Linked DNA regions of Mus musculus: regions 1, 2, 4, 5 and 6 are each linked to region 3. The links are chromatin contacts, called in public HiCAR-type, HiChIP or PLAC-seq and promoter capture Hi-C maps. All regions are on one chromosome and are shown on one strand. Each heading gives the region's core, a stretch centred on a gene start, on an enhancer-like site or on the middle of the called end of the contact. The rest is flanking DNA. Distances are from core to core; before and after follow the strand shown. Region 1 holds the start of Rasgef1b (RasGEF domain family, member 1B). Region 2 has its middle 51 kb from the start of Rasgef1b. Region 3 holds the start of Cops4 (COP9 signalosome subunit 4). Region 4 holds the start of Cds1 (CDP-diacylglycerol synthase 1). Region 5 holds the start of 9430085M18Rik (a long non-coding RNA gene). Region 6 overlaps Wdfy3 (WD repeat and FYVE domain containing 3).

What was found. Promoter capture Hi-C pulls out the DNA fragments that hold promoters and counts their contacts. HiCAR-type assays count read pairs that join an accessible place to other places. HiChIP or PLAC-seq counts read pairs in DNA pulled down with a chosen protein or histone mark.
Region 1: a contact with region 3 is called in a promoter capture Hi-C map of pre-B cells, with 4 times the contacts expected there. The contact joins the promoter of Rasgef1b here to the promoter of Cops4 in region 3. A contact is called at or near these places in 4 of 39 promoter capture datasets (3T3-L1-derived adipocytes, cranial neural crest, hippocampal neurons and 1 more), 1 of 484 Hi-C or Micro-C datasets (muscle stem cells) and 2 of 9 other capture datasets (adipose tissue and liver).
Region 2: a FOXA1 HiChIP or PLAC-seq map of pancreatic cancer cells shows a contact between it and region 3. The contact joins the enhancer-like site here to the promoter of Cops4 in region 3. A contact is called at or near these places in 8 of 39 promoter capture datasets (the 3T3-L1 cell line, 3T3-L1-derived adipocytes, the HPC-7 cell line and 4 more) and 2 of 115 datasets of contacts at active chromatin or transcription factors (astrocytes and pancreatic cancer cells).
Region 4: a HiCAR-type map of astrocytes shows a contact between it and region 3, with 2.5 times the contacts expected there. The contact joins the promoter of Cds1 here to the promoter of Cops4 in region 3. A contact is called at or near these places in 4 of 39 promoter capture datasets (cranial neural crest, hippocampal neurons, liver and 1 more) and 1 of 115 datasets of contacts at active chromatin or transcription factors (astrocytes).
Region 5: a contact with region 3 is called in a promoter capture Hi-C map of embryonic stem cells, with 2.7 times the contacts expected there. The contact joins the promoter of 9430085M18Rik here to the promoter of Cops4 in region 3. A contact is called at or near these places in 2 of 39 promoter capture datasets (embryonic stem cells and hippocampal neurons).
Region 6: a contact with region 3 is called in a promoter capture Hi-C map of liver, with 3 times the contacts expected there. The contact joins the enhancer-like site here to the promoter of Cops4 in region 3. A contact is called at or near these places in 7 of 39 promoter capture datasets (cranial neural crest, embryonic stem cells, hippocampal neurons and 2 more).

What each region holds. Positions count from the first base shown.
Region 1 is chr5:99,250,756-99,255,694 of GRCm38.p6, reverse strand. It overlaps Rasgef1b (RasGEF domain family, member 1B), which reads left to right and starts at 2,768. Exons shown (of 14, transcript NM_181318.4): 1 at 2,768-2,981.
Region 2 is chr5:99,199,775-99,204,625 of GRCm38.p6, reverse strand. No RefSeq gene overlaps it. Among named protein-coding and RNA genes, the nearest start is that of Rasgef1b, 51 kb to the left of the region's middle. Within about 2 kb of position 1,390, at least 28 of the 459 cell types and tissues checked have an H3K27ac peak or open chromatin away from gene starts, as enhancers often do. A contact at or near this core is called in pancreatic cancer cells, where this site is marked.
Region 3 is chr5:100,516,729-100,521,273 of GRCm38.p6, reverse strand. It overlaps Cops4 (COP9 signalosome subunit 4), which reads right to left and starts at 2,965. Exons shown (of 10, transcript NM_012001.2): 1 at 2,724-2,965. The coding sequence starts at 2,797.
Region 4 is chr5:101,762,800-101,767,093 of GRCm38.p6, reverse strand. Cds1 (CDP-diacylglycerol synthase 1) reads right to left here and starts at 1,964. Exons shown (of 13, transcript NM_173370.3): 1 at 1,605-1,964. The coding sequence starts at 1,721. Gm42134 reads left to right here and starts at 1,831. Exons shown (of 6, transcript XR_880489.2): 1 at 1,831-2,124; 2 at 3,222-3,286. It overlaps 9430085M18Rik (a long non-coding RNA gene), which reads right to left. Exons shown (of 3, transcript XR_001785073.2): 3 at 3,863-4,294.
Region 5 is chr5:101,700,628-101,705,342 of GRCm38.p6, reverse strand. 9430085M18Rik (a long non-coding RNA gene) reads right to left here and starts at 1,794. Exons shown (of 3, transcript XR_001785073.2): 1 at 1,233-1,794; 2 at 1-145.
Region 6 is chr5:101,857,417-101,862,409 of GRCm38.p6, reverse strand. It overlaps Wdfy3 (WD repeat and FYVE domain containing 3), which reads left to right. Exons shown (of 67, transcript NM_172882.3): 53 at 929-1,046; 54 at 1,886-1,992; 55 at 3,792-3,945. Among named protein-coding and RNA genes, the nearest start is that of Gm20548, 34 kb to the right of the region's middle. Within about 2 kb of position 3,354, at least 4 of the 459 cell types and tissues checked have an H3K27ac peak or open chromatin away from gene starts, as enhancers often do. A contact at or near this core is called in liver, where this site is marked.

The DNA.
Region 1 (4,939 bases), core at 1,519-4,018, 1.3 Mb after region 3:
CTTGTCACAGTGTAAGTAATGGTACCTGCCTCTTGTGGCTTTGTTATTGATTAAACATAACACAATCAGATGTAGCACAGATATGGTAAACCATTCAACAGTGGGTAAGAATGTGTTGATGACAGCGATATATGCTAACATGGATAGATTATCAAAAAACAGAAGGCTGGAGAGATGGCTCCGTGTTTAAGAGAGATTGTTGATTTTGCAAAGGACAGGAGTTTAAATTCCATCAGCCACATCAGGCCGCTTACTGCTCACAGCCCTGTAATACTAGCTCCAGGGCATGGAGTCTTTTTGGTCTTTGCAGGGACCCATACTCATGTACACACACACACACACACACACACACACACACACGTAAATAAATCTAAAAGAGAGAAGAAAGAAAGCTAAAAACATGTATGTTGGGTCACCATGATGACTCAGCAGTTAAAAGCACTTGCTATGGAAACCTGACCCTTGTGTTCCATTCCTGGAACTCAGAGCGGAACTTCCAAAAGTTGTCTTCAGGCTTCCACACCCATGCTGTAGTGTGTGCATGCGTAAGTGTGCGTGTGCACGTGTGCGTGTGCGTGTATGTGTGTACGTGCACAGACAATGGCTCTCACACACACATTATGCACACACACAACAATAATAAATAAAACAAAGTGAACTATTTATAACATCACAAGCTGAAGAAAACATATCAGTAGAGATTGCACATTGACATCTACGTAAATAACTCATGGGACCCGTCAATCAATAGCATCATTGTTCTGAAAAGGTGGGTTGAAAAATACTCTGACTATAGCATGATGTAAGCTGGGATTTTTCTTTGGAAATGAAAGTGCCAAAAAAGAAAGGAAGTTGGACTTGTACCATTCATGATGATATTTGCACTTTTGCACGCCTGAGTATTAGAAGAGGCATAGGACAAACAACCCTTCCTTACATAGCTATACAGTCCCTGTGTGGTGGAAGTGCAACACAGGTCACTATCATTCAGTGCTGGAATGGGATTCTACTCTGAAGACTTGATTTGCCTCAACATGACTGTTGAGTTTACTAATATTTGCATTTTTATGTTAAACACATGTGTGTGTGTGTGTGTGTGTGTGTGTGTGTGTGTGTGTGTGTGTGTGTGTGTGTGAGAAGTTGACGAATTCAGTTCTTTCCATTCACCGTGTGAGTATACAGGGGTTCAGAGGCCTACAGTGCCTTGAGGAGGGTTTCACAGGTGTCTGTGTGATAGACACAGGGCTATGGTTAGGAATGCTGGCTCCTAAGGTGTATCCACAACTAATAGTTTTCACATTGGAGCTAGAAGGACCCTGAAAGGCCAACCAGAATAAGGTAAAACAGTGTCAATATCATAGTGGTATCTGCTTTACATTTTTAGATTCTAAAGTGAACATTTCATCTTTTGCTTAGCAGCAAAGACTTCAGGAAGTAAAAAGGCAGCTGTCTGGGTTGCCTTCTCAGCAGTCTTGAGAGCTCACAGATGTTACAAAGGGCTTTTCTGGTGGCACTACTAAGAAATACTGGTTTAGTTCAGCCCTTTTAGTTTCTTGCTATGTGAGCAGGAAGAGTGTGCTTTGCCCAGTGTCATATGGTCTACTTGTTAATTGACTCAGGATGGAAGTCGGCTCCTTGTGTGGACCCATTCTCCTTCACAGAACAGACACCAGAGATAAACAAAAGGCTCAGGGTTTTTAGAATAAACTGCGGGGCTTAAGGAGAAGCATCTGTAGAATATGCGTAGGATAGTGAAGCAGGAAGTATGAGAGAGACAGGGACCAGCCAAGACCAGCCAAGGAACATGAACGTTAGGTTAAAAGAGGCTCTTTCCATCCCAGAGAGAAGATGCAGGGACCTTAGAGGAGGAACCGTGTTGCTCCATGTTAATAAGGCCAATTACAGTCTATGGGATGGTCCTACAGTGTTTATGTATGAACGGAAGCTTACAAAGCCTGCTTTTCATACTCAGGGTCACAGCTGCAAAGTCTCCAAATCTTGTGCATTTCCCCCCATGGGTAAGGTATCTTTATTTCAACTTCTTCCCTTACCTTTCTATCACGCGTAGGAGAGTATTGAGTTCTTACCTCTATATTTATTTTTTTCTTTTCTAAAATAGTTATCAGGTATTCAATGGCTGATTCAATTAAGTAGCTGTCTACAATGATAAAAACAACCTTCACCGAGGACCAGCCTTACACACTAGAGTATCTTCCTTTCCTTTGCGAAAGTTCTAACACCTGTAATTTTACATGTGGATTGAATAGCAGTTTATTTAGCGTTTGCCCTCCAGGAGCCAGTAAGCTTCTGGGACCAGCCGGTTGCGGCCACCAGTGTGCCCCCAGCGTTTATTACAATACCCAACACTCAGCAAGTGCTTCGTGGTTCCTCTCAGATCTCCTCCGAAAGTTACACGGACAGTAACCTTCAGCTCATAATTATGATAATAGATACTGTACAACGAGTCGAGCCGGTATTTACAGGTAGAGCACACAAGGCAAATGAATACACACTCGGCGACACATGAGTGCACAAACAGCCGCGGGCAGCGACACGAAGGAGGAAACGCGCGCCGGAGTGGGCCCTGCCCAGGCTGCGGAGACCCGCTGCGCCAGCAAGCCAGCCTCTGCAGCGTGGGTGGGTACGGCCGCAGCGTCACGGGAGTCCCTACCCGCGGAACCCTGGCAAGTCCCCGAGCGCCCGCTGCAGGGCGGCGTGGGCGGAGAGCTGCGCCACGATTGGCCAGCGCAGGATGGGCGTGGCCTGCGGCGGGCGGGGGCGTGGCCTGCGGCAGGAGGCGGGCATTTCCCCAGCAAGGGGGTGTGCGCGGCTCGGGCTGGAGTTTCAGTATAAACAAGGACCCCGACTGGATCGGCGGGTTTTCCCTTTCTTCTGGCGTTCGACCCTTCCCGGTCCTGAGCTCGCCTTTTGGGGCGCCTCGGTACGGCAGCCAGGAGGCAGAGGCTCCGAGCTGTGTGCGGGTAGGTGCTCCAGGGGACCCCGCGGCGGGATGGCGGGAGCGGGCTGCGCCGGCGCTGCTCCGGAACGGCGCCGGCTGTCCAGTGCGCCCCGGCGTGGCGGGAGATCCTCGGCTGGCGAGCATTGGCAGAGCCACAGAACTAGGAGTTCTCGCGCCTGCTGCTTCCGTGCCCCGGGCTGCCGCGCTCCCAACAGGTGCGGGGCTGAGCACTGACGACCCGGGGACCCGGGGATCTGGGGACGCTGTGCTGCGCCTCGCCCCGGCCAGGCCTTCTGTTTGGAGATCTTAGATATTGAGGGTTTGTCTGAGTTGGAGTCTCGTTCATCCTTTTTGCTTTCCCTCTCAGCTTCTTGTGCATACCTAGGGTTGTTTCCATGTACTTTTTGGCTAGTTTCCTAGGGTGCTTGAGAGTGTTCAGGCTGTTGTTTATTTTTTGCTGCAGTTTCCTTATAATTTAAGGTCTGACTCCCAGGAACAGTCAGGGAAACAGGACTTGTGTGTTCCCCAGGCTCGTATGCAAACTTGAACAAGTAGCCTGTTTTTTGTTTTGCTTTGTGACCCAGGTGAGTTGCCTTCGGACACTAGCCTGGGTGATAATAACGTGGCCCGGGGTACCTGGTAGCCTCGTGGGCTGAGTGCGTGAGGGAGGCTCCTCTTTATTGGAGAGCCCCGGGAATAACTTCAGCAGCACTGTACTAGAGAAAAGGGCAAACGCGGAAACGGAGGTGTTCTCTCTCGCTCTCTCGCTCTATCGCTCTGTCTCTGTCTCTCTGTCTCTCTCTCTGAGTGTGCGTGTGATTTGACTATTCCTTGCCACCTTACCCCATCCAAATTGGTTCAGTTCAGGCGAAGCACTGTGGCTAAGGCACTGACAGTGCGGCGAGGTGTTCTCTCGCACAGCGTGGTAAAGGGCGCTAGGAGAGCATCTGGGCTGCAGTTTTCTCTTGTGAATGTAAATGTGCCCGTTTGCAGATGGATTCGGGGCGTATGGTGTATATGGATAAATATGCACGCATACTTGTGTATGTATGTTTGGGTGAACGCGTCTCCAAGGAGTCCTTCGTCAGCAGCGCCATGTGACAATGGCCTGGAACTGCTGGTGTGCGTAGAGCTATATTTAGCCCTGACAGTGTCTCACTGGGAGGACGGGTCTTGAGCTGGGAGGATAAAGCGGGGAAGAATCCAGGAATAAGGTTATCGAGCTCTTGACTGATGTCTGGCGCAGTCAGACTCAGATGGTGAATAATGACTCCTCATGAGTGCAGTAGCTGGAGCGTGGCATGTGATGACTGCTTTAATTGGACATAGTTGTGACCAGGGTGGTCAGCCAATGCGAAGAGGATTAAACAAGGAGATTTAAAAAGAGAAGATAGTGTGTAGCTGATTTGAAGATTTAGGAGGAGAGAACCGGTCATGTGAGGTTCAAAGTGCACGAAGAATTGATTTCTTAAAGGGAATAATAATAGTAAAAAATGTTTGGCTGTTGAGGATGCAGAGAAAATAAATGACAGCCAGTTAAACAGTGTTATGCACTAAGGACAGTTTTGTTTGGGGCAGGGAGCAATGTTTGAGTTACTGAGGACCCAGGGCATTTTTTGACAGAAGTCAGGGCTCAGCAACAGCCCTGGCTGCTTTTCCCTTTCAGGCAGATTTGCTGGCACGTGAGATAACATCAGCCTCTGGTGAGCAAGTCGCTCTCCTGTGTCAGGCAAGCCTTTGTTTTCCTGGAGGTGCCAGCCCTTCTGGCTACTAAGGATCCTGGCCTAGGACTTCCTTATTTCAGCTTTTCAGCTTTCCTGTCATGCTGCCCGAGGTGTCTGTGCTACCACACTTTGGACCTGGCCTTGTGGGAAGGTCCTCAGCGGGATGCATCTGCATTGCCATTCTCTAGCGTCAGCATCTAATCTAGTGTACCCTGAAGTATAGATAGCTGAATATCGCTGTGGTCATTGCTCAGCA
Region 2 (4,851 bases), core at 141-2,640, 1.3 Mb after region 3:
TGTGATATCGCAAATGATGACATAAGTAATGGACCTGTAGCAAGAGAATGGCTGTCGGGATGGGGGAAGAGGGGGAAGGACCAAGAACATGAATAGATAGAATGAACTCATATGGAAGATATCACTGCACGTTGGGTGGCAGGCACTGGACTTTCAGATTAAAACCGCAGAAGGTTGGAGATGTCCACTTTCTGCCGAGTCTTACCTGCTTCTCCTTTATGCTGTGCTGGCCTGATTTCCCTCGGAGCTGCTTCATTACCATTTACTCTCATCTCCTGATCTAGCCAGATAATCAAGCACAGAGATACAAATCAACTCAGTCCCCATCTTCCTGCACCCCCTCCCCATCTCTTCTCCAACTGATGCATAGCTGCACCTAGCACCACTGCTTGCCAAGGCCTTAGAGTGCAAAGTCTTCTGGCCCAAGGCTGAGGTCCCTTCCTGCGATTCTCTTCCTCTCTCTTTCGGTCTTGTTCCTCTTTGCTCTACAAAAGTTTATGGCTTCTGTAGTGGATTTTTCTGTAATGGAGAAAGAAAATCGCTAAATGTATTCAATCCATTTTAGAGGTATGCTTTCAAAATGCCATGGGTCTGAATTGCAGTACTCATGTACTTTAAAAAAGAGTTTAGACATTGTGTGCAAATGGGGTGTGCAGTAATGGAGTTTCTTTGGTTCTGGTTCTGGCTTTAGAACTGTTGTGAAAAGTATTAGCTCTCCCCTGAGTCCACACAACATGCCCCCATCATTCCTTGATAACTTTGATCTTTTACCTGAGACAACAAGTTGTCTGTGAAGATCTCTGGGGTCTGAAGAAGAAGGAAGTGTTGGAAGGAGATCAGAGAGTGGGGCACACACAGCTGAGGGGGTGGGAGGGACCCAGATGTGGAAACATGAAAGCGGTACTTGCTAGGCAATGACTAATGATATGATAACTGTCTGTAAACACAGAGTGTGTAGGTTGGGAGTGCCAACAAGTATTGCCTCACTCAGCACCAGATACAATCTGAGAAGTAGCAAGGCAGACAGAGACACAGACAGCATCCTGAAATACAGGGGTGGCAGGGATGGGGTGGGGCAGACACTGAAGAGATTTTACAAAGCCTACTTCCTCTCTACGAACAACATCCACCAATCTGTCCACCCACTCACTTATTCCCCACCCCCTTTTATCCCCAATAAACCTCAAGCTACTTACACCCCAGAAAGCCTCTTTTTCTTGCTTTTCTTCATCTAAATGCTTTTCCTGAATCCTCTCCATTGTTTCTCTCCAGCAATGCTGACCTAAGAACTGGTTGCCAAAGCAATAGCATGCTATGGTGTAAGAGCGGACGCTGACTCGAGTCTGGTGCGGGAGGGTGGAGTGAAGGATCCACAACAGCCTTGATGTTGTTCTCAAAGCTACCGTTGATCCTGGAGGCATACCTAATTCAAGAGAGTGGAGACGGTTCTGTACCACTACTGTAAGCAACACCAAACTTGTGACTCTCCTCGTGTCTTCTCTCTGTCTCCAGTGTGACAGAGTCACCCATCTTGTGATCGTCAGCATGTATCTCCAAGTACACTCACTACAGATACTGATAGCACTCCCTCTTCTCCGGAACCCAAAAAGGATCAGATAGGGCTGAGCTGGGAGCTCAGAAGAAGCCTGAAGTAGAGTTCAAGAAGGCTCGGTCAACTGTAGAGCCATGGGGGCTGAAGGCAGGAAAATCACCATATTGATTAGACTGATAATGGAGAAAGAGTGAGTGGCTTCCATGGTGCCAAGAGGTGACTGGACACCCTTCATCCAGTCCCAGAACCCAAAGCATCTTCAAAAAAATAGATTCAGAACTATCGATCCTCTGCCGTCAAAGGGACTTCACCGCCCTCATGTGGTGAACACAGCACCGGCACTGGAGTATCAGATGGGCCTTGTTTTAAGAAGTAGGAAGCGGGAAGCCATTGTATTAGAAGGCAACTGCTCAAGCTAAAGAGCTTCATTTAATTGGAGGGCCACCAGGGTTTGGAACTATTTGGGGCTCTTTCTGCTTTTATGAATTCTCAACTAGTCCTCTACTGATTTCCACTTCTTTCTCTTATAGGCAACGAGAGGGACATCTTTGGTGAAATGCTGCCATCTTGTGGGAATTGTGAGAAGAACCATGGTTTTTACCTGGCAGGTATTGTCGGCTTTTTGAGAAGCCAGGACCTTTGAAGTCAGAATTCATCCTTAGGAAAAACCATGACCGCAGTCCAATTTACCTTTGACATTAATATCTTCCTTTTGTAGAGGAAAGGAATTTGCTCCTTTAGAGTTGTAGCCTGGCCATTTCTGTGTGAATGTATACATTCCTCAGACCAGCAACACATAGGCACACACATGCACACGCGGGCGCGCGCACACACACACACACACACACACACTTCTTGCCAAAGCTTCTTGTACTTCCCCATCCCTTCAAGACGGAAAGGGGTGTCCAGCACACTTGAATTCACACCAAGTGTCTATAAGTGCTGGTCACTTCAACAATGGCGACTCACAGTCTTCCTCTGCTCTCTAGCAGACTACTCAGGTTTTCTCCAGCTTTTCCCATCATTCCATCCTGTTATCCCAACCCACGACTCCAGTAGGCATCCCTAGCAACTCGCCAGTCAAGCCTACAGAGAAGCAAGCAGACCAGAGAAACAGGTGGGTGAGCTTCAGATCTTTTTCTCCTCTCCTCCACATCCATCCTCTAATCTCGTTCCAGGTCCATAAGAGACTAGCTGTTGTGGCCTCTCCTCACTCTCTGCCCCCATTCCCAGAGGAATAAACAGATCCTAGCAGACAACACTGCTTTTTTTCCCTACTGCGGACCATCTCATATCCTGCCTCCTAGTCCATCCGAATTCCTCAGCATCAGATCCCAATACGTAGAAACACATTTTACCCAGAAACCCTAGTGGTCACTCCTGGCAGCAACCCAGAAGAATTAACTACTAGATATTACACAACTAGTAGACCCTCCTAAAAACCAGAGAGGGCAACAGAAACCAATGAATGAAACACCTATCCAACAACATAAAAGCAGATTTAAACATCTAGAATTACAATCTTCCCAAACCCTAGGTGACAGCATAAAAAACACAGTAAATAACAACTGGGACAATATGACTCCAGTAGAGTCCAAAAACCTAGGCATCCTTCTTCCAGAAGAACCCAAAAAGCATCTTGAACCGAATGGATTCAGAGCCATCGGCTTTCTGGAAGAAGTATTCCAAGCAAACAGACTTAAGAAGCAAGCTTGTGTGGCCATTGTAGTATCTAACAAAATAGCCTTCAAACTAAAATAATCAGAAAGAGATAGGGAAGGACACGACATACTCACCAAAAGAAAAATCCATCAAGAGGACATTGCAATTTTTAACATCTATGAAGCAAACTCCAAGGCACCCAAGTTCATAATAGGATTAAATACAGATGAAATCATGCATTGATCCTCACACTGATAGTGGGATACTGCAATGCCCAACTCTTGCCAATAGACAGTGAAGGGCTAACAGGGCCAAACATGGCAAGCATGGCGTTGCGCTGGCAGGTTTTGCACTTTCTCCTCCCCTCTTCTTTGTTAAACCCTTAGATAACATTCCTGAAGCTAGCCTCCAAGGGCCATTCCCTTATTTAGGCATTGACTCATTCCTGAGACTGATCACCAAGATCCAACTATCAAATCGTCAAGGTCCAGAAGTCAAAATTCATTCTTTGGTTACACTGGCTAACCTGTCCAATCAGGTCTTACCACTAGCTAACCTGTCCAATCAGGTCTTACCACTGGCTACCCTGTCCAATCAGGTCTTACCACTAGCTAGCCTGTCCAATCAGGTCTTACCACTGGCTAACCTGTCCAATCAGGTCTTACCACTGGCTAACCTGTCCAGTCAGGTCTTACCAACTCATCATAGCACAGACTTCCTTCCATTTTCTCCTTAAACATCAACTCCTGAAAAAACACAGACTTCTATCTTTGTCTGATCCAGAGGCAGTATCTTCCCTGCTTGCCAAGTCCTGTCCCATTACCCAGCAGCTTGTCTCTCCAGGGTAATTGTCTTTGTGCTGAGAACTTGGTGTCTGGGTGTTTTTGTAGACTCTGAGGAGCGCCCTTACAGAGAGGTCGTCCAGACAAAAACTAAACAGAGAAATACTGGAGCTAACAGACATTATAAACTAAGTGGACCTAACAGTTACTTGCAGAACATTTTATCCAAACACAAAAGAATATACCTTCTTCTCTACAGATCATGGAACTTTCTCCAAAATTGACCGTATACTCAGACACAGAACAAGTCTCAACAGACAGGAGAAACTGAAAATAACACCACCAAGCTGGATTATCAGCAACAAAAAGTTTACGAACGCATGGAAATGGAGCAAGTCATGAGGAGCAAGCAAGTAAGCAGCACCCTTCCATAGCTTCTGCATCTTAGCACCTCGCTACTAAGGTTGTAGTCTACCACTTCCAGACATCTTTCAGGAGCTTGGCATTAAAGAGAGGACTCCCTGTTCTTATCAAGGATTCCTCTTCTCTGCCTGATGGGGGAGCCCAACCTCCACATTCTATCGACATGGGGGAAATTCCAGGTTCAAATTCCTGGAATATGCCTCTCCATGCAAATGAGACATCTCTAATACCTAAGCCTCAGCCAATGAAACGTCACTCTAAGAAGAAGCTCCTCCCACTCTCCAGGGTTATATATATATATATATATATATATATATATATATATATATATAAAACCCTGGTTCACCCCAATAAAGTGTATTCACATAAACCCAGGTATGTGTAAAGGTATGTGCTTATGCTAAGATTGTCTCAGCTATTTCACTGAAGACC
Region 3 (4,545 bases), core at 1,716-4,215:
GAGGCAGGCGGATTTCTGAGTTTGAGGCCAGCCTGGTCTACAAAGTGAGCTCCAGGACAGCCAGGGCTATACAGAGAAACACTGTCTCGAAAAACCAAAAAAAAAAAAAAAAGAAGAAGAAGAAGAAGAAGAAGAAGAGGAGGAGGAGGAGGAGGAGAAGGAGGAGGAGGAGGGGAGGCAATATGATCTGGATGGTTAAAAGTGAGCTTTTGAAAAAAACCTGGGTTCAAATAGACGTCATGCCCCCAACCCTAGCCCTTGGCTTGTCACTGATTTAACCAACAATTCTTGAACACTACACTGCATGGAACAGAAAGTGTCAGCATTAGAAATCTTGTACTCTATAATTTCTTAAAGTGAGAGCCTTTGTTTCTCAGTTCCCAACATAAAAACCATAAACGAACAGATGAGTTGACATATGTACATCATAAAGTATGTGGCTGGCAGAACTGTGTTGTTATGAAAGTAAATTCTGACACATTCTTACCAGATAGTACTAGGTAAATACCTAAAGGGAAGGCCAAGAATATCCTCAGAAAAAAAGCACTGAAGCCTGGAGATGGCTCAGTGGTTAACAGAATGCTTGCTGCTTTTCCAGAGGACCTGAGTTCAATTCCCAGCATCCACCCAGGTGGCTCAGCACCACCTGTAACTCCAGGTTCAGGGGGATGCACTCCCTCTTTGAACACCCATAGGCATTTGCACACACGGCACACATACACATAAATAAAAATAATAAGCTAATTCTTAAGAAAGAAAGCAATGTTGAGAGGGTGCCAACTAACACTGCATGGGCTATCCATTATCAAGCAAAGTATTTCATTTCCTCTTAAGGAAATCCACTTGGTAGGCTGGCACTCCACCCTCCATTCATATTCCTGCAAAATACCACTTTGCTTCTAAAGAGTTAGTGATATATTCCATTTCCTTTCCCCTGGAATCTGGACTGGTCTCGCTACTTGCTTTCATTGGTATTACAGAACTGATGTGAGACTTGTCAGACTAGCCTTATGCCTTACAGCTTCCACTCTCACCCTGTTAGAACACTCTGATGCAGGAAGTCCCAGAAAAAAAAGCCAAAGCTAAACCATGTAGTGAGAATAAAAGATCCAGCCAACTGCCAGGTATCTATCTACACGTGGCCAGCCCTAGTGCATCTGCTAGCCAAATTAATCTGCGTAACTGAACCAGGTAAGATCAAGAAAACAGGCCAGGCAACATACAGAATCCCGGGGTGGGGGGTGGGGGGTGTCACTTTTATATTACTCAATTGTGTACTTATTTAGCTACAACAGGCAAAAGAAACACCCTATTGGAGACATGCTACTGTTCATTTCTAATTCCGGGCTAGAGAGATAAATAGTAATGAAGTTCCACAAGATTTTCAAGTTCTAACACCTGCATCTTAGCTGATAATTAATGAACTTACATTTTCTGTAATAAAGAGAGAAAAAAACAAAGGAAATATAAGGGAATACATAAGCTAGTTTGACTTCTATCCAAAGCTATAAAAGTATTAATACATGGAAAAACAACCAAACGATGAAGACATAAATGAACTATTTCCAACCCCTGGAATAAGTCGTATGTACTTACTGACTGCTTCATAACAACATTATGACATTTTCCAGATACCAGGGACTGTGCTCAGTTATTGAAGTGTAATTAGTACATAGACACATGCTCATTTTGAAATCAGATAAGACTAAGCCTCACGATTACCCTTCCATTTTTTTAAAGCGGAAAAATAAAGAATGATGTAGTTAAGCCCAGGTTATACAACTAAATTTCCCACTAATAAGGTAGACTGTACTTTCTACACAGAAAAGCCCAGCACAGCGGCCACACAACACACACACCATTTCAATGTGCAGGTTTGAGCAAGAATATTTCATTAATTAGATCAACATGCCCTCAGCTGTGAGGTGTAAATGTTAGGGCCAATTGAAGGCATACTTTCATTAGAAGGCAAAACTGTGAAAAATCTACACAAAGAAGACTACAGCTGTTCAACAACTGCTTGAGGGGACTGAAACATGTCCCAATTTTTGACCTGTCGTGGCTCTAAGCACCCTAAGGTTTCGACAAAATTCCTTAGCAGACCCTGGAAATATCACTGTTCTAGACATCCTGAGCCCGAGGACATTCTGCCTGTGTTCTCTTCTCCAGAGTTGGTGACAGACTGCGAGTATCCAGAACATAAGGACCCACACACGCTATGAACTGAGAGAAGTTCTGGACCACATGACAGCATCCATACCTCCTCTGCCCCTATCAATCCTGGAAAGCCATCTCTTCGAAATAAAAGTCTGCATCAAAGTCCAGAATATAAATTTACCTCCAACACGGCGAAGGCAGGGGCGGCAGCGAACCGAAGTCAAACTCGGTGTGTCGGGCTCGCCGAAGAGACTCTAAGGAAGGCGCCCACCGCCGGGCGAGCCGTCATCTTTCTTACCTCGCTTCCAGAAGCCAAAAGAACCCGCAGAGGGCGTTATCAAGGACTTAAGAAGCTGGCAGCCACCTGGGGTCCTGGGACGGTCAGGACCCCAGCATACCGTCCCTACAGCTTTCTGTTGCTCCCAACATTTACCGCCACAGCCGAGTTCAGGCCCGCCCCCCTGAGTCAGGCCTAGCTCGAGCCTCACGCCCCGGAGCGCCCGTCGCCTCTGGGAAGATAAACTTGCGGCTTCCTTCCTACCTCTGTACTCCTAAGAAATACTCACTTGCCCGCCAGATCTTTATGAGAGCCGCTTGAATTCATGAGCTGGGCCAAATCCTGTCGCACGGCAGCCGCCATCTTTCCTCCAGCTCAGCCACGGCTGCGGGACCTCTCGCTGCCAAGAAGAAAACGAGCGTGGTCCTCCAGGAGGCGGGCAGAGGGGACGCGAGGTGCCATAGAGCAGCGTCTCTGTGGGCCAGAGCGCCGGATAGGGGAGCAGGAATTAGCTCCGCCCTCCGAGTTGAGTGACACCAGACTCCTCTCCTCCGGTTTGAGGACCGCCCAGGTCTCCCGAGAGACGCAGGCGCTCACGCTCCGACCTGGGATTGGCTGAAGAACTTGAGGGCGTGTACTTTGTGCAACTTCAGTAAAGGCCCGGCAAGTCAAAGGACGACGTTTTCCCTAAGTTCCGGGACTGATTATTATCGTTCTCCGCTCCGTTCTTTAAGGCATCACTTAAACGACCTATGTAAAGAGTTACTTCCAATTCACTATAGTCCAACACTGAAGAAAAAAGAAACAAAAACCAACCAACACACACACACGGAATGTCAATTCCAAAGATAAGAGGAAAAATACAACAGACCCAAATCATCATTTTACAACAAATTACAACAAGCAATCCATGAAAGCAAGCTTTTTTATTCGTGTACACAAGCTGCCTTCCCCTAAGGTGGAGTTCAGTAGGTCAGCCCTGGATTCAAGGAAGACAAGGTGTTTATAGCTCAGGGGTAAGGGGTTCCATATCGGAGATTTGGCGGGCAAACTAGGCGGCGAGCAAAACAAGGTAACACAACAGGTAGCCATAACAAGGTAGTCATAGGTGGTCATGGAACCTATGCAGCAGATAAGGCTCCAAGGTGGTTATAAACCACTTCTTGAAGCAAAGACATGACTTCTATTCCTGGAACAGGCAGTGCAGAACATTTTGTAGTTAAGGTTACAGGTGGAGAATAGCCCAATGTCTGACAAACAAAGGTTTAGTCATAAACAAGAAAGAACCTAGTTTGTCTGGAACAGAGGTTTAATGGTAAACAGAAAGGAACCTAATCTGTCTTTACTATATAAGATGGCTTTTAAGTCTGAAATGGAGACAGGCTGGTTCTTCAGATCATTTACCTGGGAAAGAGTATACCACGATCAAGAATATGCTCCTCCCACGATGAGTCACTGGCATCTAAGTGTGCCGATGTCTGCGTTTTTTCCACTTGGGAGGAAACTCAACTGCACAGTTTATGATCATAGTGGACTGCTTTTGGCACATTCCCCTTATAAACAAATAAATAGCTAGGTTTCATGGTGGTCACCGTAATACTAGCACTCCAGAAGTGGAGGCTAGGGAATCAGGAGTTCAAGTCTATACCCCTGATCCTATCGACTTGGAAGCCAGCTGGGATTACTAGAGACCCTGTCCCACAAAGCTCTAAGATGTAATACAGATTAATGTGCACACACACACACATACACATATACCTTTGGACTATATATGTGCATTCCTTGATACACCCTGTATCTTTTTAAAGTGTTGGTTATACATACCACTTTGTTCAGACAATGCTGATTTTCATCTATTGTTCTGAAGTGATTAGTAATACTGCCCTTCAATTGAGAACCTGTTTCACGAGTGACAAGGTATGTGATCATCCTGCATTTACATGTGGTTACATTTCTTATTCATGTTTTCTTACAAAACTTCTTTCCAAAAATACAATCTGATAAATGCAAGGTTTTTGTATTCGCTTCCTTTCACAGAAAGTAACATGCCTTATTGTTCTCCTTTAGAGTTTTCTCTTTTTTTCTGGTGACCTAGTCATATAAGACATTAT
Region 4 (4,294 bases), core at 715-3,214, 1.2 Mb before region 3:
ACAAACAAACAAACAAGCCGGTGGGGTAAGCAAGTCACCGAGGGATCAGGCTAATGAGTCAAGACACCACAGAAGCTGTTCCTAATTTAAATACATCCTGGTGCTTAAAAATAAGACGTTACACTCAAAAGCCGGTTTGTGCGCCGTTTCCCCATTTCCAGAACATGTTTTTTCTTAATAAAAGCTCGTTAGCTTCCTCCAGTTAAGGAAGTCGACATGAGGAGGCTGGTATTTCCTTGATTCTAAAGGATACCAGGGCTAAAACAAAATCCCAACCTAATTAATTCTATTTTGGGTCTGGTTTCCAAGGCACTCTTCACGGAGCTGCTCTCAGCCCATGGCTTTCCGTTTTTCAACCTTCCACAGCTGGAAAGTGTGTTTATTCTGTGTCACTCCTCGGCAGCACAAATGTTTCCCAGACTCTCATCTTAACTCCCTATCCATCAGGAACAGGGAAGAAGCTGTGGTTCTAAAATCACGTATTTATTGCTAACCATATTGTTGCGGCAGCACAGATTTGTAACTCAAGCTCTATCAAGTTCATCTGTGTAAGTTTTGGGAGGAACTTCCCCCTCAGTCACACTGCCAGAGAGCGTCAGAACAGCAAAAGGCAAAAGACAGAAAACAGAGAAGTTAGTTCCACTACCAAAAGGCAGAGAACTTGACCTTGGGCAACGCAAGTCCATTTGGGTTGTCTGTCTTTTGTGTCTGTTTGAGCCCCGGGCCAACCTTGAGCTGACTACAAAGCTGAGAATGATCTTGGCAGTCCTTGCCTCCACACCTACCCCCAAGTGCTGGGATGACGGCAGATACCACCACACTACATTCCACAAAACAGAAATCCAAGAATGATTCAAAAGTTTTGAGTCTCTCAAGCGAAGAGGAATTCTGTAAGCAAACTCGTATAGCAAATCTATTCTCTGGCCCAATTTCATAATCTACCAAGCTCATGCAGCCATAAAACTTTTATTATTTTTCCTCCTAAGTTCTTACTGGCACTGGTTTATCAGAAAACACACCTAAACGTTTGACTCTTCCTAGCTTCAATTATAATAGTGACCGTACATATCCGCATATTTTAAAATATGAAGCAAAGTTCATCTATTTTAAAGCGGGGGAGGAGTGGCGTGCTAAAAGTCTGGAATTAGCCTGTTCGGTTAAATGAAATCCACCGATGGGACAACTGCCTGGTTTGAGGCGCACTTACATGTTCCCCATATATGACAGCCTCAACCCTCCGAAATCTATCAGCCAGAAAAAAAGAACAGAGAAACGAAAGCGCAGCTTGGAGGAGCTCCAGAAGCCGGTCTGCGCCAGGCTCCAATGACAGGCTAGGACCCAAGGTGCCCGTCTTAAGTTTACTCCCAACTTTGTCGCCCTACCAAGGAAAGGCGAGAGAGGTGACAGCCACTAGACAGCCAGAGCGCCTGCGGGGACGGGTTCCATCCTGACCCCAGAACCAGGAGATCCGGGAAAGAAGCTAGAGTGCAGTCCGGTTCCGGAACGGCGGCCCGGCCGCGCACGCCCCGGGACAGAGGACGAGCAGGACCCCCCACGACACGCCCGCTCCAGGGGCGCGGCCCGGCCCCGCCGCACTCACTCACTTTGTCGCTGGTGCTCTCGGTTTCGTGGTCACCGCCGGCCGCCTCTCCCTCGCGGGGTGGCGGCGCCCCCGCTCCCCCAGGGCCGGGGCAGCCCCCGCGGTGCCGCAGCTCCAGCATGTCCCGCTCCCGCGTCGCTGGGCTGGCGTCGTCTAGCGCCCCGCCACCGCGGAGCCGCGCCGGGTCACCCCCAGAACGGCATCAACGAGCGAGCGCTCGAGGCCGCCGGCAGGGTGTGCGGACCGGCGCGGGCGGGGACGCGGCGCCGTTGCCAGGTGCGCCGTTCCACGCACTGGCCCCAGGGGGCGGAGGAGCAGCACGGCCCTCCCTCGCGCCTCGCGACCGCGCCACCCGGCCCGCCCCACCTTCCCGCCGCCGAGCTCCCGCAGCGCGGTCACGCGCCGCAGGCCCCGCCCCGCTCGCCCCTCCGCGCTGCACTGCGGTGCCCGAGGCCCCGCCCCGGGCGATGACGTCAATGCTCGGGCCCTGCCCCGGCTCCCTGGGCAGGTGGGGGCACGGAAAGGTACGCGAACGGCCGAGGACGAGGGACGAGCCAGGGACGGAGGAACGCGGGGGCGAGCCTGGGCGCCGCCGGGAAGTCCTCCTTGGCGCAGGGATGTCAGGCGGAGTTCAACTGACTCCTCCAAGGGACTCGGCCCTGCTTGACACGCCGCAGCGTGGCGGAGCGTCGCAGGCGTCCCCAAGCAGAAACTTGCTGGGCAGGACAGACCCGTTGGCTCTGCGTTCCAGCCAGTGCTTAACCTCCCTGGTGCCTGGGGATGAGTTGGCCAACAGTTTCAATATCGTACCCAGGTTCTGTACTGGGGAAACTCGGGGTTTTGAGTCTCTCAGAGAGTTTCTACCATAGGATCCACAGACAGCCTTTGATGCCCTAGGGCGCCGCTGCGGGGTACCTCTCTGAAAGACAAGGACCTTGGGACGCTAAAGGTGGAACAGGATGGACACATGATCTGGTTTAACTCTAGTCTAATCCTGTTAGCAGGTGCTTAGGGGGTTTTTTCACACATATTTGCGAGCTGGTCCTTAAAGGCCAAAGACACACATCCGTAATTCACACAAACCAGACAGAGGAGCACCTTTATTGTAATAAATCAACAATTTATCAGGTCATTACTAAAAATAAGTAATATGTTGTCCTTAAAGCCTCATAACTAACCAGCAAAACCAAACGTCAGAGGAGGATGCAATGAAAAACAGTAGACTCAGGTAGAGAGACACTTGCAGCCAAAACTGATAACCGGAATTCAATCCCCAACATGATGGACATAGAGAACTGCCTCCAGAAAGCTGTCCTCTGATCTCCACGCTGACACCCACACATATAAATAGATAAATATCATTTAAAACTAATGGAAGATATGAGATGGACGTGGTGTGGGTTTTCCATAAGGAACGGAAGACTGCTAGTAATTAGGTCAATTGATCTACATTGTTTTGGAGGGCCAGAGAAAAAGTACTTCTGGATACAAAGATAAAATGACCGTGGGGGTGGGGGGTGGGGGAGTAAGGGGTGGGGACCACAGAGGCTGGAATGGGTTGGCTCTGGCTGTTGATCCTACCCAGCAGAAAGGACCAGAGTTCCTTTCAACTTTCTTCCAGGAAGTTGAGGAGCCAGTGTTCTAACCCCCGTGGTGCCAATTATCTCCATGGCCTCTAGTAAGCAGGTAAGCCTATGTCCCCATCAGTGAAAGGAATAACAAGGAGGTTAGCCTCTCTTTTAGCTGTTCTGGTGCTTGTGTCAGAGGTGTCAGTGTCAGACTCACAGGCACAGGGAGGTAGCTCAGCACTTCTCCCTCCCTCCCTCTCCCTCCCACAGACAACCTCTAGGTTTTCTTCCTTTTCTTTCTTCTCCCTTTGGGGTGGTAGAGGAGGAAAGCCTGCTGAGGCAAGAGGAAACCGGAGAAGTCAGTCAGAGTAACAGAAGAAGTAGTACTCCTCCACCCAGGGAGGAGGGAGAGAACAGAGCCATCACCGTGCTCCCACCCTTCCTGAAGTTTGCCACTCCCTGTAGTTCAGCTGAGATGGTGATTTATTTTTGTCTTCATTATAGTTATTGATGCTCACTGAATGATCAATGGAACCACAGGCTTGCCACAGAGCCAGCCCCTACCCTCAGAACAGTCAGCAGTGCTTGTTGAAGAAGTGAATGAAGAAACAAATGGGTGGAGATCTATAGCCTGATGGGAAATTATTTGGCCTTTATGCTTTGTGTTTTATGTTTTGACTTACATGGTGCGATGTAACTATTCTTGGTTGTTAACTTGACTACATCTGGAATTAACTAAAACCCTGTGAGGGATTTTTTTCTCGACTGGATCATTTGAGGTAGGAAGACCCACCTGAAATCTGGGTCACACACTCTGGTAGCAGCCTCCATAAAGAACATGGAAAAAGTGAGCTGTTTGCTTGCTTGCTTGCCCTTGCCCTCCATGGCAAGTTCCCTTTCTTCACTGTATCAGAACCCACTTCTTTGGAATTCCTGGGTATACTGGAGACCAGCTGAGACTTCCAGCCTCATGATCTGGATGACTTTTGTATGGGTGGACTTCCCATCAGGAGACAGTCATTGTTGGAATATTCAGAATGCAACCTGTAAGCCAACTCGAATAAATTTCATTTAAGTAGATATGTAGACTGATGATAGATAGGTATGATAGGTAGGTAGGTAGGTA
Region 5 (4,715 bases), core at 545-3,044, 1.2 Mb before region 3:
AACGTTTCCACTGGGTAGAGCATACGCAGTCAGAGTCCTGAGATTCCAACCGAGGGTTGGCAGGGGTCGTTTGCTTTCTCGAGATTGCTTTTCTCTTTATTGAAATGGGCGGAGTGTGCTGTTGTCTCTCCTGACTCTCGGTGTCCTTTGGGAGATGAGATGAGAAAGGGGAGGTGAAATTTCTTCAGAATTACAAAGCATTTTCTGTTAGTCCTGAAGCAATGCTACAAAATTCAAAGGGTCGCTATTTGCGTGCATTTCCTTCCTAATAGAAAGAACACCATTGGGCTGGAGACATGGCTAAGAGGCTAAGATCAGTGGCTGCTTTTCCAGAGGACCTCAGTTCAATTTCAAGCAACCACATGGTGGCTCACAACCATCTATAAATATAATCTGATGCCCTCTTCTGGCATGCAGGTGTACATGAAGATAGAGTACTTATATACATTAACTAAATAAATAAATCTTAAACAACAACAACAAACAACACCCACACTGTTGCCTGCCATCCCAGCACTCAGGAGGCTGAAGCAGGAGGATCATGAGATTGTAGCTAGTCTGGGCTACATAGCTAGCCTGTCACTTGAAAACCACAGACACTCCAAAACTACCATCCATCTTCCCTTCACCTGTCTCTCCTTTTGGAAGCAAGATCTAGAGTCTGCTGTGGCTAAAAGCGCCTGCACTCACTTGGGCCTGTAGGTGCCTGGTGCATTGCAGAGGGCAGAAGCAGACGTGGCCATATACTGTGACTCTCTTGTTCTGAAACATTTTCCCCTTCAGTCACCTAGAATTCTAGGTGGATAGACAAACACCTTGTACAAGAGTTGACAGTGTGTCCAGGCAACTGCAACTTCCTTACTGTGCTTTTACTAATCCCTAGACAAGGATCAGCCAGACCAGAGTGTAACCAAGACTGACCAATGGCATGTGTTTCCTCTGATTCCTGGATAATTTTCCTTGCCTGGATAATTCGGGGGCTCTTGACTGCCCCGCTGAACAGCACTGACAGGAGCAGCTGCCCTTCCTTCCTGCTGTGGTTTTACTGACTAAATGTCCTTTCCTGGTTTTCACACCTACTTTCTCTGGGTTTGGAGGTGAGTGGCTGGACCCAATATGTTGGAATACCCAGTGTCAGGGCCCTGACCAAGGATTGCAGTAGTATTTATACACATGTACACACACACACATATGCACACGCGCACCCTCCCACCCATCCCCCAGGAACACACCTCTCCTACCCTGGAATGTCACACGGTAACAATGGCAACGCAGGAAGAGGAAGGAACCTGGAGAACGCTCTCCTCAGTGCCCTAGTTCGTCACAGACGGGTCCTTGCAGCGTCATCTCTGGACATTCTGAGGAGTGGTATGCTAGAGGAAGGAGGGACCTCAGGGGCAACCAGCTTCTAGGTAGCAGAAGGGATCAAATTCTCAAACCGTTAGTGTGAGAGAGCAACACAAACTTCTGCTGTGAGGTGGATCTCACCACAGGCCCAGGCTGAGCGTGACCTAGGGCTGGTGCCTCTGAAGCAGGAGACAGCACAAGGTTTTCCACATTTCCTCGGGTATTTTGTTGCGGTGACGACAGATGGACTCACACCTCCGCTTTATCCTGTCGCTTTACTATTTGTTCGCCCTGTATTTCTGTGACCTGCTTACAGTTATATTTTCTTTCAGACTTTAACAGCTACCACCTCAGCCAGTTCAGGTGCAGTGTTTAGTGGCGGTCATGGCTTCCACGCCACCGCCACTGCTGACTCATCAGCTCCTCAGACCCCATGCACGCATGCGCTCACGCCCACGCACGCTCTTTCTGAGCCTTTTAAAGGAAAATACCTCTCTTTTTGCCCCTGTGTACTTTAGTGTATGTTTCTCTCTCTCTCTCTCTCTCTCTCTCTCTCTCTCTCTCTCTCTCTCTCTCTCTCTCTCTCTCTCTCGCTCTCTCTCTCACTCTCCCCCTCCCCTCCCCCTCCCCCTCCCCTCTCCCTCCCCCTCCCCCTCCCCCTCCCCCTCCCCCTCCCCCTCCCTCTCCCTCTCTTACCGGTAATCTAGCCCAATAAATTTACACTGTGCCATACTCTGAAATTGCTCATTCAGATTTCAGTTTTGTCCATTCTCCTAAAAAATGAACTTTCGGCCATTTTATCCTTCCTGGACAGAATCGGGAGAGAAATGTGTATTGCATTAAGTTGTCAAATGCTTATACCTTTAATTTGTATTTCCATGGCCTTTATCTTTTATGATTTGGACAGCTTTTTGGTTTTATTTATGCTTTTGTATGGCTGGGCTTGAATCCTCACTAAACCTTGTGTGATTTAGGCACGTGCTCTGCCGTTGAACTTCGTCTCTGACCCTGATTTGGTTGTGTCGAAGATTACTGTCCCCTCTTTCAATGAGTCAGGGCATTCGTCGTCTGGCTTTTCTGCTTGTCCTTGTGGTCAGCCCGCATTATGAGGAGGGACATGTCTCACGTGAGACTCTTCTGAAGCCTGCACCTGGAGTCATACCAGAACCATCTGCTCCTTGGCTGAGTTACCTGAGCTCAGCAGATCAAGAACTAACCTAGCTTCTCCCTGTGGGATTTTGATTACGGTTGCTTCCCTTGAAGCTATGATGCAAGAGGAGGGAAGAAAACACCAGTCTTGATCAAAAGTTCTCTCTGGGTTAGAATCCATCGGTGTACTTCACGTGATCCAGTCTCTCTGTGATAAAACTGTGGAACCTTCCTTGTGAATGCCAACACTCTTGTTTTTACTAATGTGCCCCTAGCAGTCTCCTGCTGGAGAGATCCTGGACTAATATCCCTTTTCTGTCAGTGTGATCAATATCTGGACCAAAGGCAAATTTAGGAGGAGAGCGTTGCTGTGCCTTATGACTCCAGAGGGGAGTCCAAGAGGACAAAGAAGGAGGGCTGCTGATCATCACTGTCTATCCACACACAGGAAGGAGGGCAGGAAAGGAGAGAGAGAGAGAGAGAGAGAGAGAGAGAGAGAGAGAGAGAGAGAAGGAGGGCTGCTGATCATCACTGTCTATCCACACATAGGAAGGAGGGAAGGAAAGGAGAGAGAGAAAGAAGGGAGGAGAGGGGAGAGGGAGAAAGAGAGAAAGGAGGGAAGAGAGAGAGGGGGGGAAGGGGAGGGAGAGAAAAAGGAGGGAGGGGGAGAGGAGAGAAACACATAGAGAAAGACGGAGAGGCAGAGAGAAGAGAGAGACAGAGATAGAAGAGGGGTCAGGGATCAGAAAGTAGGGTAAGGACTTAAACCCTCAAAGTCCATTCACACTCTCCCCCCCCCCCACTGACACACTTCCTCCAGTGAGGCTTCATCTCCTGAAGGCTTCATAACCTCCCCCAAATAGCATCACCATCATGGGAGCAAGCATTTAGACACACAAGGAGGATTTCCTCACTGAAGCCACCAGAGAGAACATGTATCAAATCTATCGTCTCTTCACCTTTCCAGATCTCTCGTCTATCTTTCTACATAACGTATGACCTCACGAGTTCTTCATTTTCTGTGTTTTATTGTTGGTTGTGCTGCTGTTTTCGTTGTCTTCGATCTGCCAGGGGATGTTGGCATTTGTGTCCTTTGTCTCTAATGTTGTTGTTGTTTTCTTGTGGCTGCCTGTGCTGTCCTTGGCTCTGTCCTGCTGTGGCCCTGGGATTAGGGAGCACTTCTTCCTAGCTGAGTGGCAGCTGCGGGGTGTGACAGGGAGAGGAGCTGCAGTCCTGGGGCAGGACAGTGCTGGGCCTTTCTGTGATGCAAGCAGAGGACGATGGATCCATGAAGCCACTGTCTGACAAACTGGTTTGCTATGAGGAGGAAAACTGGGTTTGAGATGTAAGCAATCCAGTGGCTCTGTTAACTTATAATTAACCTGCAGCTTGAAATCTGGGTCAGGCAACCTGGGTCCATGTCTCAGCTTCCACTTGCTGGCAGCATGGACTTCCCATCTGCAAAAAGTGATTAGCAGGGCACAGCATAAAGTAACACAGAGATTATGTAAATAAACTGTGTAAGTGCTGAGGAAGAACCCACGTGGAATATTTCCACACACCGAAGTTCTTCCTGCAAATGCTACCTGCTGGAGACTGCCCTGCTCTCTTCACTTTCCTTGTTTCAAGTGGATTAAAATGTAGACACCGTTTGTTTCAAGAGGAAAGGAATTCTGCTTCTATTATTCAGTTTTGTGACCATGTATGAAACTTAGACGATCATTGGGAGACAACTTTTGTTTATAGGCAGGGGAAAGAAAGTTCTCTTAGGGCTTTTGAAACAGGCTCTGAATGTATTCCCAAGTTGGACCAGAGCTTGAGGCAATCCTGCCTCATCCTCTAGATGCTTAGATTATGAGTAGGTGAACCAACCAACAACCATCAATGAACAAACCTAAAAGGTGTTCAAAAAGCAGTAATGGAAATGTTCACTAGGGGGCGCCATTACAACAAATATGTGACACTTCTTTTAAAAACATTTATGCAAGCGTCATAGTTTATTGATAGTGCCTTTCCTGGGAAGTGAAAACCGATAAGTATGATGGTGCCCTTTCATCCTACCATAAATAAAACAGCTGGCTGTTTCAAAGATAAACATTACTATAATTGGAAATGAACAAATATTTACTGAGTCCTGGGCAGCCCTAATGCCCCATTCTGTCCCAGCCAAGAGGAAATAATCAGTAGATGTATGTAGTTGGATAAAGTATACTTAACAC
Region 6 (4,993 bases), core at 2,105-4,604, 1.3 Mb before region 3:
GGCTCCCTCGGATCCCCACTCCCACTGCAGTGTCCATCTTTGCGGTTGCCAAGTTTAATATGGATGAGTTACTTCTCCTGCAGGCTCTGCACAGAGGAATGCAACCAGCAGACGTGTGCTCATTAGTGCGGATCAGTTTCTTGTGCCCAAGACACGGGTGTTTGGCAAAATTGTTTATACTTTTGATGTCCTATAAGAAGGACATATATTAAGCATTTCACAGACATGCCTTTCAAATTTCTACCTTTAAAGACCCTGAGGGAGTGAATTCTGGTTTTCTTTTGAATATGTGAATTAGGTCAGCTAGTGATATGCTTTTAAAATAATCCCTGCCGGGCTGAAAAATGTTCACTGTGCTTGGAAGTCACTTGACAGGGCTATGAGCTGATCGCCGAGTGTCTCGAGCCATCTCCCCTGTGCTTGGAAGTCACTTGGTAGGGCTGTGAGCTGATCACCGAGTGTCTCGAGCCATCTCCCCTGTAAACCACCTACATGAGGAAAGGACTCAGGGATGAAGTTAGAAGGAACTAGGAGGGGACGGGAGGAGGGATAGAAAGACTCCACCCTCCGGGTACAGGGGAGCTGGAGATAGTGCTGAATGGGAGCCTTTGTGTCGAAGGTGTCCTGAAGGAGTCCTGCCTCGTCCTTGCTCAGCTCTTGAAGCACTGAATATTCCCCTCCTTCCTATGATCCTCGGAGTCTCCCCGTGAGATGCATAATTCCCAAAACCCTTGTCCAGCAGTGCCACTTACTCAGCTCTGCGTATGAATGTACGGTGTGGGTAAACAGTCCACAAACTTCTCTCTCAGTTCACTTCCTTCTGTCCACGCCACAGGTAGGGTCATTGCCCCTACAGTCGCTGCATCCACGCTGGGGAGGGAGATAGGGCGCCTGGTGACTCGGTGTTGGGGTTTGTTTTTTGTTTCAGGAAGTTGACCTCACTAACCCCAAGACATTCAGAAACCTGGCCAAGCCAATGGGCGCGCAGACGGATGAGCGGCTGGCCCAGTACAAGAAGCGCTACAAGGACTGGGAAGATCCCAATGGTGAGGAGAGCCTTCTGCCTTGGCTTTGCCTTTCTGTCTCAAAAGTGAACACAGTTTAGTGCCCTGACCCCCGTGGGCACGTCTGCGGGGTGCTGAGTTATTATTATGTGTGCACACCTGCACATGCGTGATACAGCAGAAATGCAGCAGTTGATGCAGTGTGTGACCTCTCTAGAAGATGTCTGCAGAGTGCTGGCAGGAAGCTACCTCCTCTGCCTTGGTCTCTAACAATGCTTAGTCCCAGAAACTACACATTCATTTCTTGTGTCTCCTTTAATTTCATTTAGGTGCTTTTTAGAACTCCCTTCATTTAAAATTATGAATTGATGATATTTGTGAACTATACAACGTATTATATGTAATGACTATTGCTTCCCCCCATACATAAAACAAAGGGGAAATACTGTTAAATATAAGCCTACTAAATTTAAGCCTGTGCCCATTTTCTTTCTCTCCCTACCCTGTCTTCCAAGAACGATGCCCAATAATAATAAATGCTATTGCGCTGCATTTGTAGACAGCAGTTTAGAGAACTCTTTAGTTATAAAGCCATAAGCTAATAAAAAACAAGTAGCCGCTAAGTCAGCTGCTGCTTCAGTGGAAGGCGGCTCGCTGTTAGAAGTGACGGGGAGGCCCTGCCAGACAGTGGCAGACAAGTTTGCTCACCCAGGTGCCCGCCGGTGACAGCCCTGTGGAATAGTGCGGTCGCAGTGTCCCTGCATTTGGTGTCCCGGCTGCCTGTCACAATGGCTAACATTTCCAAACCTTCTGTTTAACACCACACTTACTTCTCTCATTTCCTCTTTTGTTTTTAATGATGCTCCAACTGTCCGGAGCAGGGGAGACCCCAGCGTACCACTACGGCACCCACTATTCATCTGCAATGATCGTGGCCTCATACCTCGTAAGAATGGAGCCTTTCACACAGATCTTCTTACGGCTTCAGGTAAGACTCAAATTTTATATTTTTTCCCATTCTAATGCTTTCATTAAAAATTGTCTTTCCGGGGCTGGTGAGATGGCTCAGTGGGTAAGGGCACCCGACTGCTCTTCCGAAGGTCTGAAGTTCAAATCCCAGCAACCACATGGTGGCTCACAACCACCCGTAATGAGATCTGATGCCCTCTTCTGGTGTATCTGAAGACAACTACAGTGTACTTACATATAATAAATAAATAAATCTTTAAAAAAATTGTCTTTCCAAAAATGTTATCTTCTAAGGAACACTGAAGCTTTACCGGTAACAAGTTGGTCGTTCAGAATGGAACTGAAATTGTTAGGCTTACATTGATAAATAAACTAGACTTCATTTAGAGCGAACAAGTTCAGGATCCTGTTAAAACATAAATATTCCAGCCAGGGAGAGGGAGTTTTAATTTTTTTTTTAAGTGCGTCCATGCTTAGATTTATTTATTTATTTATTTTATGTATGTGAGTATACTGTAGCTGTCTTCAGACACACCAGAAGAGGGCATCAGATCCCATTACAGACAGTTGTGAGCCACCATGTAGTTGCTGGGAATTGAACTCGGGACCTCTGGAAGAGCAGTCAGTGCTCTTAACCACTGAGCCATCTCTCCAGCCCAGGAGTTTAGTCTTAACCAGTTTTATTCAACAAGTGTTTTATTTTAAAAGCCACTGTTCTGTGTCCATGGTTACAGTCACCCCTCCACAATCTCTCCATGTTCAATGCCTGCTTGGTGAACCCCCACTTTGCCCTGGCCCCTGTTTGGATGTTTGCCAGGACATCAGAGGATAGGGACAAAGCTCTGTTCTGGACTTGCAGGGTTTTAGTTTTAAAAGACCAATAAGCATTGGTCTTAGTGATTGTGAACGATTCTTAGTATTGTGAAACGCTTTTAGAACATGATCAATGTGTCAGAAAGCCACAGATGAGGAGTGGAAGAGGAGGGAGGCTGCTTCAGGAGTTCTGGGGTCCTGCAAACACCCGAACACGTAGCAGAACCTACACAAGACCCCTGGCAGGCAAACACCTGGTGTGGGAGGTGGGGACAGCAAGGGGCAGTGGTCCTCGGCACAGAGTTAGGAAGTAAGAAAGCCCTGAGCAAGGAGTGAAGTGAGCAGGCAGCCTGGGCAGCCACTGGCAGTGGCCTTCGGCATCCTCCTAGTGATTGTCACTAGGATGCACAGCTAGGATGAGAGCTAGAAGCTGACACGTCTAGGGGGCTGCATACGTAAAAGTGCTGGCTAACTTGTTTCATCATTAACCTCTCATAACCTCTACTCCACTCTCATGGCTGTGAAACTTGGATGCCGGGTGGTTAACCTCTATTAACATGGCAGGGAACTCAGGGTATCGACCAGGATCAAATGTGAAAGAATCTGGCTTGGAAACCTGTTACTTTGTAACTAGTGTAAAAGGTAGACTTGGCCAGTCATCCATGTCTGGTTTAGATGAGAGTCTTTCCTCAGGGCTTCGTCGAACTGTGGGAGAATTTTCATCTCCTTCTGGTCTTAATTGTCTCCCTAAAGACTAATATTTTAAGTGTGTTTTTACAATGTTCATATTTGAATTTTGCTTTGACTACAAAACAGACACACTAGGCACCCTTTATAAAGAGTACACTAAAGAGAGAGAGATTGTAAAGTTTTGATTATTTAATGTAGGATGGCAAGAAATCAGAATGGAGCCAAAGGTATTTGAGGTTTTAAAGCCCTTGAACTTGACAGAAACTTTGTGGCTCAGTGCTTCCCCAATAGAGACCTGCTTCCTCCTGCCCACAGGGTGGCCACTTTGACCTGGCAGACCGGATGTTCCACAGTGTCCGTGAGGCCTGGTACTCAGCATCAAAGCACAACATGGCGGATGTGAAGGAACTTATCCCAGAATTCTTTTACTTACCAGAATTCCTGTTCAATTCTAACAACTTTGATCTAGGTACGTAGAAGTGGGACTTCTTAGGAATGTTGGTAGAGGGAGGCCTGTCACTGTTCACAGCGCTGTGATCCACCCTGCTTTACTGACTCCCCTTGAGTGTGCGTGTAAAATGATCTCGTGCCTCCAAAGAGCGAGTTCAGCTGAGTGTCTGTGGGAGATGTAACAGTGATGAGGGCATCGTTCAGTAGTGTGGGTCATGTCGTTTTTGTGAAAACCTATTCATGGTCAAGAGTGGTGTATAATATCTCATGTGTCATTTCAATCTGGAATGTTACCCGAGGCAATATCCCTTTATATGCTCTTGCTTTATAAAACTAGAAGTCCAAAACAGTTTAAATTGCGTTTCTTTAATCTGTGAGTGTCCTATTTTGCAGGGGTTGGGGGAAGTGCTAAATCAGCCAGTCTTGATGGGACTATTTCATGCACCGTGTTTCTTCCGTGACCTGGCAGGCAGAGGAAGGGTGCTTGGCTCCCCGTAAGGTTTCCTAGATCTCGGTTTGCTGATCCATGCTTCTGAGGACATTGTTGAAATCATCAAAATCCCACTGTTTCTGCTTAGGAATATTTCAACCAGATACCCTTCTGTTTTCCTTCCTTAAAAGCCTGTGTGTGTTTATCCGTCACATCTCAATCCCAGTACTTAGGAGATGGGGGGAGGGGCTGCAGAACATGGAAAACCAAGGGTTTGTCTGCACTGCACTGCCTGCAAGGTCTGTACAGTGGCTGCTAGTTCTGGAAATACCTTATGACATCCGTACTCCTTAAAGGGCAGTATTTCTCAAGAGGCCTACAGATTACTTCTTGTTCAGTGAGGCTGGACAGACGTCTCAGTGGTTAAGAGTTAAGACCATCTTGCAGAAGGTCCTCATTCTGTTCCCAGAGCCCTGCAAATGATCTCATAACTGCCTGTAACTCCAGTTCCAAGAGATCTGAGAGAGCTGACTCCTCCGGCCTCTGTGGGCACCCGTGCGCGCGCGAGCGCGCGCGCACACACACACACACACACACACACACACACACACACACACACACGAGGTGGGGGGCGTCA